Regions from separate parts of the Zea mays genome. Here region 1 is linked to region 2. The links are chromatin contacts, called in public Hi-C maps. All regions are on one chromosome and are shown on one strand. Each heading gives the region's core, a stretch centred on a gene start, on an enhancer-like site or on the middle of the called end of the contact. The rest is flanking DNA. Distances are from core to core; before and after follow the strand shown.

Evidence for each region. A called contact is a pair of places that touch in the nucleus more often than the background predicts.
Region 1: a contact with region 2 is called in a Hi-C map of ear, with 3 times the contacts expected there. The contact joins the promoter of LOC100284430 here to the promoter of LOC100274567 in region 2. A contact is called at or near these places in 3 of 25 Hi-C or Micro-C datasets (bundle sheath, ear and tassel).

The regions. Positions count from the first base shown.
Region 1 is chr3:125,218,277-125,220,976 of Zm-B73-REFERENCE-NAM-5.0, reverse strand. It overlaps LOC100284430, which reads right to left and starts at 1,416. Exons shown (of 5, transcript NM_001157325.2): 1 at 1,277-1,416; 2 at 924-1,071; 3 at 92-803. The coding sequence starts at 1,309.
Region 2 is chr3:124,690,256-124,692,955 of Zm-B73-REFERENCE-NAM-5.0, reverse strand. It overlaps LOC100274567, which reads left to right and starts at 1,303. Exons shown (of 18, transcript NM_001148922.2): 1 at 1,303-1,755. The coding sequence starts at 1,532.

The DNA.
Region 1 (2,700 bases), core at 167-2,666, 530 kb before region 2:
AAGGGATTTAAAAAAGGGTCGAACTTGCATTTGTGCACGGTGTGGCCCTTGTGCACTGGATACGATCCCAAAAAAACGTTTTTTTGCGCACCTTGCCGCGAGTTTACACTTGTTGGACTCCTCCCACGCGGCGGCGCGAGCTTCGAACGCCTTGCTCCTGACCACCGTGTCGACGGCCGCGTAGCGCTTGTCCTTCTCCGGCGACGCGGCGGCGAGGAGACCCTCCTCCTTGCTGGCCCACGACGCGATGCTCATCTTGCCGAGCTGCAGGCCGAGCGCAGCGATCTCCCGCCGCGTCCGGAGCCGGAGCTCCCGCTCCGGCACGGACGAGGAGCCGCCGCGCCGCGGGCTGGACGGCGCCGAGCAGAGCGGGCTGAGCGCCGGCGTGGCGGCGCCGGCGGGGGTGCCGCTGCGCGACTGCTCCTGGCTCGCGGCGGGCGTCATCTCCGTCCCGACGTCCCGCGTCGACACGGCCGCCGGCGAGAAGCGGGGCTTCTTGTGCGAGGACCTATTAGACGACAGCTCGGTGGGCGCGCCCGCCGCGGGCTTCTTGGAGAAGACAGGGTTGGAGTGCACGACGTGGCGGTGGTGGCGCCCCGCGATCCACTTCTCCGCGTCGTTCCACTTGGACGGCACCTGCTGCCGGAAGAACGGTCCGGGCGCCGCCGAAGCCGGCAGGGCCGCCCTCTCGTCCTTGCAGAACTCAAAGTTGGTGCCGCTGTCGTCGTCGCTGCCACTGATCCTGTCGTGGCTGGCGTCGGACCGCGACCGGGAAGAGTCGGAGCGGTGGTCCTTGGGGTACTCTGCAGGGCAGCCGATCGAATCGCTCACTTCACTCACCGAACAACGTGGGGTGGTTGCGGTTGCGGGACGATGCCACGACGATGGAATGGAGTGCCAGGGGGTCCGGGCAACGCACGCACCTTCGTCGAGCTCTTGCGGCAGGAGGCTGTTGTTGGGGTGGTCATCGTCGTCGAGCCTCGACGCCTGCAGCGTCTTGCGAGTGGGGTCGTCCTTGTGATTGGAGCCCAGCAGCTTCATCCTGAGCCTGGTTGGCGAGATGGCCACCATCTGCGTCCAGAATCCACCGATCCGAGCCGTCACACAAGAACAACATCGAGGTGATGTGAATTCATATACTAGTAGACCTCCGCACTGCTGTCCAGCAGTAGCAGGTCTTTAAATTGGTCAAAGATGACCTGAGCAAAAGAAATGGAAGAACTGCAGCAAGCGATGATGGGGGGAGGAGGCCGGTGCCTGGTCCGGCGGCCATTACCTGAGGAGCTTCGTGTATCCTCTCGTACGCCATAGACAGCCACACCCCCTCTCGCGCTCTCTCTGAATGAACTTCGAACCACCAGCAGCAGCTACTAGCGCAGCTTAAAAACGAAAATGAACTTTGGGTTGGGTGGGGACATGCAAAGCCTTTTGACTTGTTGAGCTTGACAGGTAGTAGTAGTAGTAATAAGAGAGAATGCCAGCGAGCTCCGTCATCCGCATGCACCCCCTCACAAGCAAGCACGCTCGCTCCGACGCATTGATTGCACGCCCGAGAAAAGGCCACGAGGAAAGCGGGAGGGGAGAAGGCTCCAAAGCCCACAACCCAACGACGCCCTTGCTTTAAGCTTCTTGCGGACCCAAAAGAAAAAAAAAATACTAAACTCTGCTCCTAATTAGAGGACATGCAAGCAAAATGCTCGTGTGGTCTGTTAAGCGTGCTGATGGTGATGGATTCCCTCTCGGGGTTGCTGATTTGCCAAGGGAATTCCGCTTTTGTCGTCCTTGTCTCCTCCTCCTAGCTCCTGGGTGTGCTGTAGGTAGCTAGATGAGTAGATGTTGGCGCCAACTGCACATTTCAAAAGAAAGAAAGACGGACAGACAGAAAGAAAGACAAACAGGCGCAGCTGCTGGAGTGTGCAAGTAGTGTTTTTTTTTCTTTCCTTTGGCTTGCTCGCAATCCATGCATACAACGCAAGAGGTCATCGGGAAGACCTGCAAAAGTGCAGTAGCTCGTTGGAGTAGTACTATACCACCCATGTTGGGAACCCCACTCGATCTAGCGGCAGGCCTGCGTTGGCGTTGCATCATCGCAAGAGACAGCAGCAAATATGATGTGGGTTTTGCTTTGGTCATTGGTGGCAGCAGCACAGCACAGCACCGCAACAGGATCAAGGAAAAGAGAGCAGCACAGCAATGCTTTGTTTTTGTTTTTGGCTGCTGCGGGAGCTCCAAGGACGGCGATTCACGAGTGGAGCAGCAGGCAGCTAGCAGCTCCACGAGTGCACCAGGCAGGCATGCATCCATGGCGGCAAGAGTGCGTGCAGCAGCCAGCAGCAAGTCAAGACATGGATGGATGGATGGATCTCTTGCATGTTGCCTCTGGGAGGCGACGTGCCTAGGCTAGTGCCTTTCTTTCCACTACCTAGGCTGCTGCAGCGGCACACCTCCTGGCTCCTGCTGCCCGCCTGCCCGCCACACCATCTTGACCGCCGCAACAGTAGCTGAGAATCGAGACGAAATGATGTGTTCCTGGCTGCTGCAGCAGTCGTACCGTACCACAGGTTTTGACTTCATCAGAATAGATGGATGGACCAGATCAAAAGAGCCCCTGGTCTGGGCCTCCGTGAAAAAAAAAGAACCGTGATGATGCGCTGCGCAGTCATCATCACCATTCGTCGTGAGTGACTCGTGTGAGGTGCC
Region 2 (2,700 bases), core at 54-2,553:
AAGCCTCCCTACGCGGGGGGGGGGGGGGGGGGGGGGGGGAGGTGTGGGATGGGAAGCTCCCTTAGAGCAACTCCAATAGTTATGTAAATTTTAGCTCTCTAAATCACAGATTTAAGAAGTTGCTAAATAACTTTTGGAGTAAAAAAATGTGAGTTCTCCAATAGTTCTCTAAATAAAGGTTGTAATTTTGTTTTGTATTTATCCACATAAAAAATAAGTCACAAAAACTATATAATGCAGTCAACATTTTTGTTTAGGGAGTTGTTAAATGGTTGCCAAATGTAGAGAGAAAATGAGGTTAGATGATAAGTTGTTAAATTTAGAAAGTTTATTTAGAGAACTGTTGGAGAATAGTTTTCATGTTATCTACCTAAATTATTGATTTAGCAAGTCTTTTAGAGAACTACTGGAGAACAAAACTTCAACCCCAATGGACCATCATCTCGTGCATCATATTATTATACGTGTATTATGTGTTTTTTTTCCATAGAAAGAGCCGAGATCTTGAAAAGAATAGAAGCCGTGCTCTGGTCCCAGAGAGAGGAGAAAATAAAATGCTCATGCAGCCACACAGACTTCTAAAAAGCGTGATGTAAAAAACTGCTTGGCGCCAAAAGAATCTCGCTTTGACAGGGCTCTATGTGCTGTTTAAAGCTGCCACCCATCCTCTGAACTCTCACCAAAACCTTTCGGTTTTTTCGAACAGTATATACTAGCGTCTAGCAGTGCTCAGGCTTTGAGCGAACACTTCAAACCGTGGGTGAGTTCGCGGCGCGCCGATCTCGCTAGCATGAAGCTACCGACGTAGTTTGATCTCCATGCGACAAAAAAAGTTTTTTTTCTTCTTTCTTGCGGTTGTTTCTAGCAGATTATACATATAATGTTACAAAACACTATTTATTTTATAGAGTGGGGTTTGAAATAAGAGTGAAGTAGGGAATATGATATAGTATAGCCTAGGTGCAAACGCCGTTTAACCAAAGAATTCAGAAGAAGAGCCAAAAATCGACTCCATGGCACGAACTATAGAATCGGAAAATGGAAATCATAGGGCGTGTTCGGCTGGCTACAAGCCGACACTGTTGCAGCTGTTTGGACTGCTGCAGCTGCAATCCATAGAGAGAAAAATACTGTAGAAGCCGCAGCCGCAGCCGGATTGCAGCCGCAGCAAGCCGCAGCGAACAAGCCAATAGAAAAAAACCCGAAGGTTTCATAAAAGTTATAAAAAAACCGGATGAAAGAGAGAGAGAGAGTGACCAGAAAACATCTATTGCTGCTGCAGAGCAGCAGTACTGTACTGCTATTAAACAAGCCCAGAGCTCTGCTGCTACTGTCCTCTCCTCCTCCTCACTCCACCACTGCCCACTCCCATCCCACGCGAGCACAACCACCACCTACTCCCTACTCCCTACACTACTCCCCCCGCAAGCACGCCCAGCGCCATGGCCATGGCGGCAGCGCGCACGGGGGCCTGCTACTCCGCCTCCGCTTCCTCTCCTCTCCTGCACTACTAGCGGGTCCGCTGGCGACGATGGCGGCGGTGGCGAGCAGGGAGAGGCTCTCCCCGGGCGCCGCGCCGCAGGTGGACGCGGGCAAGTACGTGCGGTACACGCCGGAGCAGGTGGAGGCACTGGAGCGCGTCTACAGCGAGTGCCCCAAGCCCAGCTCGCTGCGCCGGCAGCACCTCATCAGGGACTGCCCCATCCTCCGCAACATCGAGCCCAAGCAGATCAAGGTCTGGTTCCAGAACCGCAGGTCAGTCACTCGGTCCGTCCGTGTCCGTCCCCCCACCCCTTCTCGCACGCTCGATCTGTGACTGTGAGCTCCATCTCCTGGCTTTGGCTCTCCTCTTTCTTCTTGGGGATGGGGGTCAAGGCATTGCGTGACCTTTTTTTTACCTCCTCTGGTGCTGTCGTTGCTGTTCTATTTCCTGCATTTGGTTTTTCCATGTTGGGATGTGGGAAAAGTGGATCATTTTCGCAGTTTCATAGGGTTGATTGACTTATAGGATCTTGGGAGTTCTGCGCTGTGGCAATGATGCTATTTTTGTTGGGGAGAAACTGTGTATTCTTCAGAGATTTTGTGCAGACGAAACACGAATTGCTTGAATCTGCGCTCATTCCTTGGATTTTTTTTGAAAAGATTTTGTCGAACCTCGCACAATGATATGATATGGGCTCCTGTATCTCCTCCAGTCTCCGTATCACATACTTTTTGCCATCTGTGGGTTAGGCAGGGAACTAAAGCAACCGTCTTTGTCAGATTTATTGTATGGAAATTACTTGGCCTATGTGTTCATAAACGTCATGCCGTTCGTGATGACAATGACTTGCCACCAGGCAGTTTCTGCTTGCATTTGGTAGGATTCGTCCTGTTGCTTAGCAGCACAAGCGTGGATGGGAGGTGTCAACCTTTCACATGTATGCCCCAACGAGTCAAGGACGTATGGTTGCTTGTGTTAGTCAAGAAGTTGCTAGTCAATCATGTATCGAGGTGTCAATATGAACTCAGCTGGTCGGTTAGCACTACATCTATCTTGAAACATGAGATCGGAAAATAGAAACAAGTGACAGTTGTTCGGCACCACAAAATCCTCGAGTTCTTGATTGTAGCTTCAAGTGTGTGTGTGTGTGTGTGTGTGTGTGTGTGTGTGTGTGTGTGTGTGTGTGTGTGTGTGTGTGTGTGTGTGTGTTTCCAGTT